2 separate regions of the Ovis aries genome follow, and region 2 is linked to region 1. The links are chromatin contacts, called in public Hi-C maps. All regions are on one chromosome and are shown on one strand. Each heading gives the region's core, a stretch centred on a gene start, on an enhancer-like site or on the middle of the called end of the contact. The rest is flanking DNA. Distances are from core to core; before and after follow the strand shown.

Region 1 (6,612 bases), core at 1,910-4,409:
AGCCGCAACGCGGGCCCCCTGCGCTGTCCCATCTCCCGGCAGAAGAGCGAGAGCCTGGTCAAAGGCTCAGCGCTACGTGACGTGCCCCAGGGGACCCCGATGAGCCGAGGCCGGCGCAGCTGCAGACGGCGTCGCCGAGGTCCACGGGGACACCTCGCCGAGGTCCCTCGGTTCAGCTCCCACGGCTTCCACGCCGACGGCAGTGGCGGCAAGAGCCGCGGCCCGGGGAGCCCGCCAATCAGGAGGCAGAGGCCGACTCCGGGCACGCCCCATGACGTCACTCATCCGGCCCTGGAAGTCCCGCCCAGTGGCCGGGCCTGGGAAAAGCCTCGAAGGACCAGTGGGTGGGGCTTGTCGAAGGGTGAAAATAACTCCCTTGTAAATCGCGCACGTAGCTATAGCTACCCTGAGAAATATATAGGCAGGTGAATCGTTTTCTAAGTTTTAAAATGTAGTTATTCCCTCAGTCACTCATCCACCCATTCATCGGTCTGTGCATCCAGCTGTCCATCTAAACTGTCTGCTCAGCCAAAGCTTCGGCACGTCTCTTGTGTGCGGGGCGCTGAGCTGGGTGCTGGTGATAAACGCCGATGAGTCCTGTGCTTATGTCTCAGAACGCTCAAGTCTAGTGAGCAAGTCTGACAGTAACAAATGTTTACACCCATCATGCTTTTATTACAACCGTGATCAATTCTAGCAACTTACGGAACCGGCTGCCGGAATAAAGGAGTGTTGAATTTAGATTGGGGGCTCGGGTCTCTGGAGAAGTTACCTTCCAGCTGACTCCTGAAGCGACAAAAGTGTTTCAAGCAGAGGAAAGAACTTGTGGAAAGACACTGAACTTGGCAGGCTCTTGCAGGTTTCTGGGAAGGGGAAAGAGGCCAGTATGGCTGGAAAAGAGTTGGGGGAGGGGAAGCACAGTGAGATAAGACTCTGGAGATTTGGGGGAGCCGATTATTAAAGACCTCAAGGGCCAAATTAAAGAAGTAGAACTTTATTCTAAGTGTGATGAGCAGCTACTGGTTGGGTTTTTGGGGGAAGTGTCACTTGATCTCCTTTGTTTTCAGATCTTGGCCCTGTGTGGAGAATTAATAAGAGTGAACACAAGGATCAAGAGTGGACACAGGGTAACCTCTTAGAAGGACTTTGTGGGTGCCCTCTAGGCCTGAGGGTAGTGACCTGGATGCTGAGAGGAGGGCCATGTGGGTGGAGACTGGTGAACAGACACAAGAAATAATTAGAAAACAGATCTACAGGTTGCCTGGTTGCTCAGTTGAATGGGGTTGGATGGGGGAGGCAGGAGGAGATTAAAATTAAATTCCCTGGTTGGGAAGTTATAGAGTCCCCTCTGGAGGCCAGGCACTGTCCTAGTGAGGTTGACTGGGTTCAAGTCCTGGCCTGTCACTTGCCAGCTGTTTACCTTGGGGAAGTGACTTGACATCTCTCTACCTTCATTTCTTTTCTGTGAAATGAGGATCCTAATAACCCCTAAGGAGATTGTGGTAAGGATTAAATGAGGTGATATAAGTAAAACCTTGGATCTGGGTGTTTGGGACTAGGTTCTGAGGTTCCTTACACTTGAATTTGGGGCTGTTTGGGTCTGTTTCTTGAAGCAACCAAGCAACCAATCCATTCTTTAATTTCTTAAAAGAAGATGTTCTCTTTTTAAAACTTTATTTTAAAAACATTTATTTATTTTTTGGCAGTGTGGAGTCTTTGTTGCTGCATGCAGGCTTTCTCTAATTGCAGTGAGCTGAGGCTACTCTCTAGCTGCGATGTGTAGGTTTCTCATTGCAGTGGCTTCTTTTGTTGTAGAGCACGGGCTGTAAAATGCAGGCTCAGTAGTTGTGGCACAGTTGCCCTGAGGGATGTGCAATCTTCCCAGACCAGGAATCAAACCAGTGTTCCCTGCATTAGCAGATAGATTCTAACCACTGAACCACCAAGGACGTCCAAGTCTCCATTTCTTTACTGGCCTTATACAGAAAATTAAAACAGGATGACATGCTAGCCTAGTGGTTCCCACACATGTCTGTCTGCACATAAAAATCACCCAGAGAATTTTTTTTTTAACTTCCAAAGCCCAGGCTACACCCCAAACTAGTTAAATAACAATTTTTGTAAGACACATATCAGCATGTTTTGATCCCTCCAGGTAATTCCAGCTGTAGATAAGTTTGGAAACTGCTGTGGTAGTGAGAAAAAAGGAGGCTTCTTTAAAGTGTGGTCAAGGAGGGCTTCTCAGAGTAGGTGATATTTGAGTGGAGACCCCAGAGTAAAGAAGGCTATCATTGGAAGGTCGGTGGAGGTAGGGGGCCCCTTTGGTCAAATGTCTAGCCTAGGTTCCTACATACCTGGAGGTACCTTTGGGCCTGTTTCTTTGAGCCATCAAGACCCCATTCCTTTACTGATCTGGTACAAATGAGCCTCCCCTAATCTGACCTCCCTGTGGCTTCACAGAACCTGGAAAGGTGTGACCTTGCCTGTCAGTCCTGTCTGTTTCATGGAAACCACAGAGGGAAAGGAAATAGAAGGCTGCTCTGGGCCTCTTCATAGGGTCTTCCTAGGGCCGCCTTCTCCCCCTGAGCCAGGACGTCCATGCTCCCTAACCTTCTGCCCCTCCCCCACAACTGGCTAGCTTAAAGGAAGTGGCTCTTCAGTTCTTCACAGGAAGCCACAGGCCTCCTCTGCCTCTACTCCCTCCAGCTACTGCTGACCCAAGCTGTCTCCTGGCCCAGGTCTCTATCAAGGCTGGGTCCAGAGATGCCCTGTTCCGGGCATCACCATCTCCTGCCCAGACAAAAAGGGTCTGTGTGGAGTGCTCCTCTCATTGTCTTTAAATCCCCCATGACTCAAGTCTGGGAGCACAGGCTGTGAGCCTGGAAGTGAAACCTGGTCGCAGGGTGTCCTGATTGCTGTGGCCAGGAGTTTGGAAATCCCAGCATTGCAGGACCGAGGGCCTGGAAGGAGAGGAGAGGGCAGCCTTGCAGGCATCCTCAGAGTTGACCACTCCTGTGAGCTTCAGGAGCTCTTGCCGCAGAGCCGGCGCAGAGCCTGAATCATTTTAGTCTCTAGCATCCTTGGTGGGGCTGGCCCCAGGGAGAGCTGTTGATCACAGTGGAGCTGCGGGAGGATGAGTCAGGCTGAGGTGGCTTTCAGGCTGAGACGGCACTGACACCTGGTGGTCATACTCGTGCATAGCACAATGGGACTGTGGGAAGCCTGCCCGGAGAGGGAGTGAGTGGACTTTCAAGGGTCTTGGGGGCCAGGGGGCTCCTTAAAGAATAAAATAAATCTCTAGATAAAGGGATTTTTATCAAAGAGCAAGACTCCTCTAACTTGAGCTCTTTGGAAAGACATTCTAGGTCTAAATGAGAGTCCAGCTCTCCCCTTCCTCTGTTTTATAGCCTAGGATCTTGAGGTCCAGAGAGAAATGATGATGTCAGAGGACCTCAACGTTGTTTTCCATCAAGTCAGCCACGCAGATGGGATCTATTTTTGGATTTGTCTTAGGGTGCGGTCCCAGAGTGAGGAACAGCCCTGCTAGTTTCTAGCCACCCTTCTTTGTGACCAAATAGGCATCTCTCAGCACCATCACCCACCTTAGTCACCGAAGTTGGCACCGCAAGGTGGCTTTTGGCCACTTCCAAAAATAAAATCTCAGAGGGCTGGGACCTGACAGACATAGGGGATTCAGAAGGCTGTGCTTCAGGCTCGGCAGTTTTAGAGCAGGAAGTGCCCAGAGACTCTGATGTCCAACCTCCCCTTGTTTTAAAAATGACGAAGCTGGGACTCAAGGAAGGCAAGTAACCTGCCTGAGTGCCCCACTCTGGAGCTGGACCAGGATTTGGTGTTGTGTCTTTCTGAAGACCATTGCCAAGGAGGAGTCCAAAGGTGATTAGCGACTCCTGACTTGGTGCACTAGCGAATTCTGGGTTTACGCTCATCATTCTGTCTCATACTTTATAGACAAGATGATTGTGGTCCATGAAAGTTGACAAGGATGGGTGAAAGGAGATGGGGGCAGGGAGGTGGTGACAGGGAAAAAGAAAGGGGGGGAGGTCATGAATATTCTGAGGGGCTTCTAATTTGTATGCAGGGGGCTCCAAGTAGGTAGGAACTGGGTCTCTTCCACTGCGGTGTCCTTAATATTTGGCACTGTGCCAGACACAGAGTCAGTGCCCAGTAAATGCTGTGGAATGAAAGTCAAGAGTTATCCTGTACCGGCCCAAAGGGATCCTGTGGTAGGCACAGGATAACCTTAAAGACGAGTCATGGCCAGTGTCACTCAGCTTGAGAACTGCTGAGGCCTCAGGTCTAAAATCTGGGGCCGGAGTGGTCCACCTCTCTCTGGCCTTAAATGCTGTTCAGGACAATATGATATCTAAGGACGGTGTATGCCCCTGGGGGCAGGATGCCCACCCTTAGGAAGAAAGAAGATCCAGGGCTGTGAGCACTAGAAAGTAAACCTAGGCTCCAAAGTTAGATTATCTAATTCTTGGTTTTATTTGGCTATTTCCTCTTTGCTTTATGCAGGTCCCTAGTCATAATAATGGACATTTACTGAGTGTTTAGCATTTGTCAGGCATCGTGCTAAACTCTGTTCGTGATTTCATCTAATCTCATAAGAAATGGCAATCCACTCCAGTATTCTTGCCTGGAGAATCCTGTGGACAGAGGAGCCTGGTGGGCTACTGTCCGTGGGTCACAAAGAGTCAGACACGACTGAGCAACCAACACACAGAGGCTATTATTGTTCTCGGTTTACAGGGAAGGGAAGTGCAGCGCAGGGCAGTGAGGGAACTTGTGCAGGGCATGAAGCATGGTAGGAGAGGGCAGGGCAGCTTTGAACCCAGGTCTGTGGGACTCCAGAGGGACACCCCTAACCACTCTGCTCCACTGCTTCATGGAAAACTCAGCCTCACCTGTGGTAGAGAATATTGAGCAAAAGTTAGGGGCCTGTGTTTACCTGACCACAGCATTAAAGGGGGTTGAGGCCTGCATGGCAGTGACAGCGGGTATTATCAAGAGCTCCCCAGGAAAAAGAACAAGCGGTCCAGCCCCTGCCTCCCATGAAGGTTGAGGGAGGTGAAGGGACAGGTGGATGGAAGGAGACTGGCCTCAAGTTCTCTGCACATATATTGAGCACCTGCTGTATGCCAGGCACTGGGGAGGCGATATGAGTGAGACGCAGTGCCCTCTGTGAAGGGGCTTAGGGAACACACTTCCGTCTCTGGGATATCGACTCTGTGGACAAACTGGGGTGCAATTAGCACGCCTGGGGGAGTGTGACGCCTGAGACATGGGCAGAAGCCCACCGAGGCGGGGCTCAGCTGATGCCCTGTGCTGACTCTCAGGGCAGGGCACTCAGCTCAGCTTCCGCTCCTGGAACAAACTGTGGAGACGGTGTTTGAGGTGCCAGTGGGACCTCCAGCACCTGTGCCCCCTCTTTAACAAACCCAGCTTCTCTGGTGCCCTGGGGCGAGCCAGCTGGGGCCGTTTGCCACCCGCAGGGTGGCGTTGGCCCTGGAGACAGGAGTGAGCACGATGTAGCCTCTTAGCCGCCTCTGCATGTTGGCAATCAAAGGGGAAGTTCTGGGTTAGAAGTGGGGCGGGGTGGGGGAGGCCTGAGGACAGCTGGCTGGGCCCTTTAGTGACCGGCGTTTGCGGTTCACACACGGCCACTTCCCTGGGGATGCGGATCTCTCTAGAAGGCTGGTCTGGAATCGAGGCTGGCACACCCACTCAGGCCGGAACCAGAGTCTGTCTCTGCATTAGTGCCAGAACCAGCTGGAGCTTTACTGAAGAGTGGTTTCTGGGGCCTCTTTGCCCTTCTCCCCCCTGCTGAGGTCCTGGCACTCTGGTTCCCTGGACAGGCCTCCCGAACCTCAGATCCTCCCAAGGGCTGGGCCTCCCCTTCCCCCTCAGAAGGCGTGTGGGCTCCAGCTGCAAAGTCCCCACCCTGTCCCCAGAGCTCTCTAAAGGAAGGGAGGCCTCGCTGAGCACCTCTACCCCCCAAAAGCTGCTCTTAAACCGTTTCCCCATGACAAAGGTCTGGCCTTATCTGAGGGAGACCCCTCTAGCGCTTCTCTGGGGACTAGAGATCTGGCTTCTCCATCTCTGCCTGATCAGGGACATAGCTGGAAGCTTCGCTCACTGAGAACAGAATCTGCCTCCCCAGGCACCCTGTGAAATGCAGCCTGGGCGCCCAGGCTGTGACAGGGGTAGCAAGAAGCCTCTGCCAGGAAGGAGTCCCAGAGGACGAGGTATGTCTGAGGTGGGCTGTAAGCTTCAGAAGGACGTCCTAGGCCAAGAGACCAGAACACACCAAGGCTCAGAGGCAAAACCAGCTGGTCGTGCTCCAGGAGCTGTGATGGGCTCTAGGGAGGGAAATGGGGGTGGGGTGTGTGGATGAGGCAGACCAGAGCCAGATCTTGTTGGGCTTCTCATAGCAACCACGACTCACAGCAGGACTGAGTGTTTTCTGAGAGACGTTTATTCTGTGTGTATGTGTTTCTTTTTTTTTTTTTTAACCTCAGTCATTGCCAAGTGTGACAGAGGAAGCTCTGGACTGCAGCTGGAAAAGGAAGACAAGGAGGAAGGCGGGGCTTC
Region 2 (5,837 bases), core at 1,353-3,852, 310 kb before region 1:
CTACAGCCAGATAATGCCAAGTTGAAGTTATGTCCCTCTCCAGCCAGCAGAGGGCGCACAGGCTTGCTTTATGTGCTTGCTGGTCTGCCTGTCAGAACTTGCTTTCTGGGAGTAGATCTACCCTGGGAGGGACAGCCCTGCCGTGGAGCCGTCAGATCCCCGGATGGAAGCTGGAGGGCTGCTGAGGAGAAGTGAGGACTGCCTCCTAAGTTGTTGCTGTTCCTTTCTAACCACCCACCGCCAGAAGTTCAGAATGGCAAGATGTCCACCAACGGTGTGTCCAACGGCATGTCCAACGGCCTGCACCTTCACAGCAATGGCTTCCGGCTGCCAGAGACTAGGGGGCATGTCAGGTAAGGCCAGCCTGACTTGGGGCACAGAGGCTTCTGGAATGTGGCAGTGGTCCCTATGCCACCTCTGCCTGATGGGACTCCAGTCGTGCTCCAGCTGAAGCTCTGGTCTCTTGGTGCCAGTAGCCGGGGTCAGGACCCAGGGGCTAGCTCCTCTTAGCTCTGGGCTCCCTCCTTAAAGGGTCCCGCACAGCCAGGCCTACCCCGTTGTGTTTTCTGCATTCATAGCATCTTCAAGCCTCTTGCACTGCCAGGCCCTGAGCTCAGCTTTTGATATAGAGGTGCCCAGGTCCTCTAGCCCTTGAGAGAAACCTCTCTATAGAGAGATCCATGGGCGGGACTTGGACGGTGACAAAGTTCAGCTCAGCATGGAGGCTGGAGGTGTCAGCTACTTTCATGTCTAGTTTGATGAAGAATTCCTTTAAACCTGTCTAGGACAACTTCATTTCTGCCTGTCTGTTTTTTTTCACTGGCACAAAGCATTGGAATTGTGGCTATTGACCTGCCACAGTTACCCAAGCCAAGGGTGGGAGTGGCATCCTCTTTCATATGACAGTGCAGATCTCAGGGACCAAGAAAACCTGGGAGGCCTCCAGGCAGGGCCACAGACATCCTGAGGGGCTGCTCTGACCTTCCTTGGTTGGCCTGACACTCTGCTTCCCCCGTAGCCCCCAGGTAGAGCTGCCCCCATACCTGGAGCGGGTGAAACAGCAAGCCAATGAGGCTTTTGCTTGCCAGCAGTGGACCCAGGCCATTCAGCTTTACAGCAAGGCCGTGCAGAGGGCCCCTCACAACGCCATGCTCTACGGGAACCGAGCTGCTGCCTACATGAAGCGCAAGTGGTGAGTGGGCCTGATGGAACCAAGTTGCTGAGGCATCCAGGGACAGTAGCAGTGGCATCCTGCTGCCCCTCAGGGCATGTTAGGCCCAGGCCTCTCACCCATTCCTGGTTGGTGGTGGGCAGGTGCCTGACCTGTTAGTCAGGAAGCTTCAAACACCAGGAGAGCTCACAGTTAAATGGAACATGTTCACAAGTAGCTTCAGCATGTTAGTGCTGTGGTTGCTGGAAGTAGGAATTGGGAGAGTGGTTAATCCCAGTCCTTGGAGAATTGGGCCTTGAATCGGACTTTTAAAGGGGCAGTAGAATCTTGCTAGATGCAAATGAGGCCCTGGTGAATTCAGTTGCTATCTGTTTGAAGTGATTGTGCAGCGCCTTGACCTTGGAGTTTGCTGTCCTATGCTCTTGGACCCTTTGGACCAAGCACAAGCAGGATCCTAGACATCTGAAGCTGGCTGTGGGTCTTGCTGTGTGGTAATGGCCAGTGGTAAGGGAACAGGTCCATATCCTGAAGAACCCTTTATCTTTGAAGACCACCAGGGCCCCCAGCCCTTCCGCCTACAGCACCAGCAGGCAAGCAGGCAGGCAGACCCCATCCCCCAGCCAGGGCCAGGATGGGAGATGGATAAAGCTGGGCCCACAGCCATTTCTGCTCCGTCTGGCATCCGTCGGCTCTGCCCAGACAGACAGGCCAGCTGGTGTGCCATCGTCTGGCTGCAACTCGGCAGGCCAGAGAGGGAAGCTTAAGAAACCCACCCAAGTCAGCAGGCTGGTGGATGGGGGTTTGGGAAGATGCTGCCCCCACAGGCCTTAGCTCAGACATCAGGAGTTGGCCATGGGCTCAGATGGCAGCCAGCCCCAGGAGATGACAGTTGGGGGCCCTCCTGGGGTGTTTTGCCCCTCTTTTCCAGCAGGTGGGTAGAATGCAGTGGTCTTCATGCAGGCTGTAGGCTGAGCACACTCTCCTGCATTTTGCTGAGAAGGACTGATGATTTCCCAGTCCACAGTACCCTTAACATCTTCTCTGAATCCCTACTATGCACTGAGAACTAGAGACACAAAGTTCTGTCCCTCCGAGTTACTGTGCTCCAGAGCGCACAGCCTCTGGACAGGGGATAAAGAGGTGGGCATGGTCCATCACCGAAGAGGCAGGAAGCAGTGAGTCTTTGAAGGGTCAGGTGAAGTGCCATGGGCAGAGGAAAAGTCGGGTCACTGTACCTGGGGATCAGGGAGCACCGGGAAGACGTGGTGTCTGCTTTCAGTGTGGGCAGGCTTAGACAGGAGAGGAAAGCGGGGAGGGGACTGTGGGGGAAGGACATTCCCAGGGAGATGAAACGGTGTGAACAAAGGCGTGGGGGTGGGGGACTGACTGAAGAGCTTGTTTGCAGAACAACAAATCCATTTGGCTGGAGCAGAGGGTTCGGGAAGGGACTGGCAGGAGATGAGTCTGTGAGGTAGCCTGGGGCCAGCCTGGGAAGGTCTTGGAATGCAGAGCGGTGGCGTTTTGGCCTCGATTCAGTGGATGATGGGCAGCTACTGAAGAGTTTCGAGCAGCAGAGGGAGGTGTTGAGGGCTGTCTTTTCAGGGAGATTGAGCTGGCAGCAAGTCCGGATGGGTGCGCCCTGGGGCCAGCTTGCTCTCTCCCCATCCCCACGTGCCTGCCAGTGACCCTTAGAATGTCACGTTCTGTCCCAGGCCAGTCTCCCCAGGGCAGCCATCTGCTCCTGGATGCGGTGGGAGCTGTCGCCCTCTGGCTTCTGGCTGCTTTCTGGTCTGGCTCTCCCCGGGAGTTCTGAGGGGCACCTTGCAGGCGGTAATTGGGTTTCCGAAGCGCGCCTGCTCCTCCGTCACAGCCACTCGTTCTGACGCAGCTGCGCCGTCGGGACACTCTGTCTCCCGCCCGCCTCCGCACTGCCAAGCCTCTTGTCCCTGCTCTGAGCACCGGTGCTCCCTCTGGGTGCTGTAGGAGGGAGGGTCAGGAGCACAGCTCCAGCGTCAGACCTGCCCTGGCCCCCGCCGCGCACAGGGGTTGTGAGCTGCGCCTTGGTGGGGAGGCCATGGTGGGGGGGGGCGGTCGGCGGCGTGCTTCTTAACGCAAGTGGGTCCTAGGCCCGCCTCACCCCAGCAGAGGGGAAAAACGGAGAAGTGGATCCTGTGAGGACACCTGGCTCTCCAGTTGAGAGGTGGGGCTGTCTGTGGACCTGGGCAGATGTGTATTCTATACTCCTGCACAGGGTGGGAGGAGGAGGGGCTTCTTCTCTGACCCTCCCCACCCCGCAAAACTATTCCCACTTCCCCACATCCATGCTTCGGGAGTTTGGAGAAGTTAGTGTGGACAATTTGCAGCTCCTGTGGCCTATGCCCGCCCCCACTCCCGCCATCCACTTCCAGAGGAGTGACTCTGCCAGACCGTCAGGCCCCGTCCTCCAGCCCCGGGAGGCAGAGGCCACAGCTGCTGTGGATCAGTCAGCCAGGGCAGAGGGGGCCTGGCTGAGGACTTGCTGCCTGCTGGTCAGCAGCCTGAATCCCCAGCCTGACACTTCTGGCTTCCCCGGACCACAGAACTGTCCTTGAGGGCCCCCTGCCTCAGACCTGGCTTTGAAGGCCAGCCGGGGGGATCTGAGGAGGTGGGTGGAGGAAAGGAGAAGGAGGGCCTGGGAGCCTGAGGCGGGCAAGATGCCAGGCCTTCTGCTGCAGGGCTGCGGGTGCCTGGGGTGAGCGGGTGCACAGTTGCACTCTGTGTCCAGCAGAGGGCAACCCGACACTGGTTTTTGCCTTATGCCCACCCTCTACCTGCCAATACGCCAGGGTTCCTGGCTTTCCTCCTAAACATACTCTGCCTCCTAGAGAGCAAGCCCTGGGCTGAACCAGGATTCTGTTCATCCCCAAATACCCTTGCCCTGAGATCGCTCAAAGGTGGGCTGGGGTGGCCACAGGAAGCGACAAGACTGAATGGGGACTCCCTACCTGCCACGGGGCCCCACCTCCAAAGCACACTCCCCTGCCTTCCCAGGGATGGTGACCACTACGATGCCCTGAGGGACTGCCTCAAGGCCATCTCCCTAAATCCATGCCACCTGAAGGCGCACTTCCGCCTGGCCCGATGCCTCTTTGAGCTCAAGTACGTGGCTGAGGCCCTAGAGTGCCTGGATGATTTCAAAGGGAAGTTCCCGGAGCAGGCCCATAGCAGCGCCTGTGACGCATTGGGACGTGACATCACGGCCGCCCTCTTCTCCAAAAATGACGGTGGTGAGTAGAGTGCGCACTGAGGAGGGGTTGCTGTCACTCTGTCTGTTGGAGATGCTGCGTGACATTCTGGAGAGGACGTAAGTCCTGAGACTGGAGAGGCCTGGGCTCACACTGATTGAGAACCACGTGACCCTGAGACAGTCACTTGGTCTCTTAAGGATTAGCAATAGCGTGTTTAAGGCACCTGGTGTGGTTCCCCCGGGGCTCAGGATAGGGGCTCAGGATAGGAGCTAGGTCATCCTCTCCTGTCATAGACAGGGCCTTGGCCGTTCCGTTGGGATCCGAGCTCCAGCTAGTTGGCTAGAGTGCACTTGCTCCAGATTGCATGGGTGCAGGAGAGACAGCCCACAGGGCAGTGGTAAGGCCCCGGGCACAGGGATGGAGCCTCGGTTCCAGTCTCAGCTCTGCCATGTGGAACCATGAGACTGGGCAGAGCACAGCCTCTCTGAACCTGCTGGCTTATTTGTACAGCATGTTGAAGGGCCTGCCCTGCTCCTCTGGGTAGCGCTGGAGAGTGAGCCAGGTAACTGTGCAGTCTGTAAACATGAGAGGGGAGCTCACTGGGGGCAGACATGCAGCTTCCTCTTCTGCTCTGCAGCGTATTGGACCATGGATTGATCCATCTGTCTGGATAGTGCCAGGCACTGTGCTATGTCCTGGGAATACATCTAGGAACAAGTCAGATAGAATTTCTGGATTCAAGAATTTATAGCCTGGGAAGGACCCTAGCGATGAAGGAGAAGCAAAGAAGGCCCCGGGGGCCTGATAGGGTGTGAGTGCAGGGGAGGGGTTGAAGGCAGCCCGGGGTTTTTGAGGGAGACGTTCAGGCAGAGATCTTGAAGCTGGGGAAGAGGTGACTAGGCAGAGTGTCGCCAGAGGTGAAGCGTCTGGCAGAGGGGCCAGCGCGTGCCAAGGCCTTGAGGCAGGCAGGGACAAGGCACTGAGAGAGCTGGTGTGACTTTACTGAGGCGCGTATGCGGCCACCAGGACCCAGGCTGACTTGTCCTCCGGGGCGGGAGGGCTAGAAAGATCACCCGCTCAAGGCTCTCTTGGCAGCGCTTTGCCCTCCCCTCCCCGCCGCTCACCTCCACACCAACAGACCTTAGGGCCGGGCATCCTCGGGGCTTCCAGACGTTATTCAGGGACCTAAGCCAAGGCCGTCCTGGCATCAGCGATCTCCTCTTGAACACCCTCAAGGGCAGGATGCACAGATGCCTCTTTTCCACAGTTGTTCCCAGTTTTCCAGGGTAGTGGGAGAGGGACAGCCCTTCATGGCTTACTACTTGGACGGAGAACGGGGTGAAGGGTGGGGAGGAAACGGGGAGGCGGGGAGAGACGGGCAGGACTCTCACGGTCCCTGTTCTCTGCCCCAGAGGAGAAGAAGGGAGCCGGCGGTGGCG

What was found. Hi-C and Micro-C count contacts between places; a contact is called where the count stands out from the background.
Region 2: a Hi-C map of hypothalamus shows a contact between it and region 1, with 5 times the contacts expected there. The contact joins two enhancer-like sites. A contact is called at or near these places in 4 of 16 Hi-C or Micro-C datasets (blood, hypothalamus, liver and 1 more).

Annotation. Positions count from the first base shown.
Region 1 is chr2:239,395,553-239,402,164 of ARS-UI_Ramb_v3.0, reverse strand. IFI6 (interferon alpha inducible protein 6) reads right to left here. Exons shown (of 5, transcript XM_027965432.2): 5 at 6,475-6,612. Among named protein-coding and RNA genes, the nearest start is that of IFI6, 6.9 kb to the right of the region's middle. Within about 2 kb of position 3,159, at least 27 of the 54 cell types and tissues checked have an H3K27ac peak or open chromatin away from gene starts, as enhancers often do. A contact at or near this core is called in hypothalamus and liver, where this site is marked.
Region 2 is chr2:239,701,671-239,707,507 of ARS-UI_Ramb_v3.0, reverse strand. WDTC1 (WD and tetratricopeptide repeats 1) reads left to right here. Exons shown (of 17, transcript XR_009599448.1): 11 at 245-353; 12 at 1,019-1,192; 13 at 4,202-4,437; 14 at 5,811-5,837. Among named protein-coding and RNA genes, the nearest start is that of TMEM222, 20 kb to the right of the region's middle. Within about 2 kb of position 2,602, at least 18 of the 54 cell types and tissues checked have an H3K27ac peak or open chromatin away from gene starts, as enhancers often do. A contact at or near this core is called in hypothalamus and liver, where this site is marked.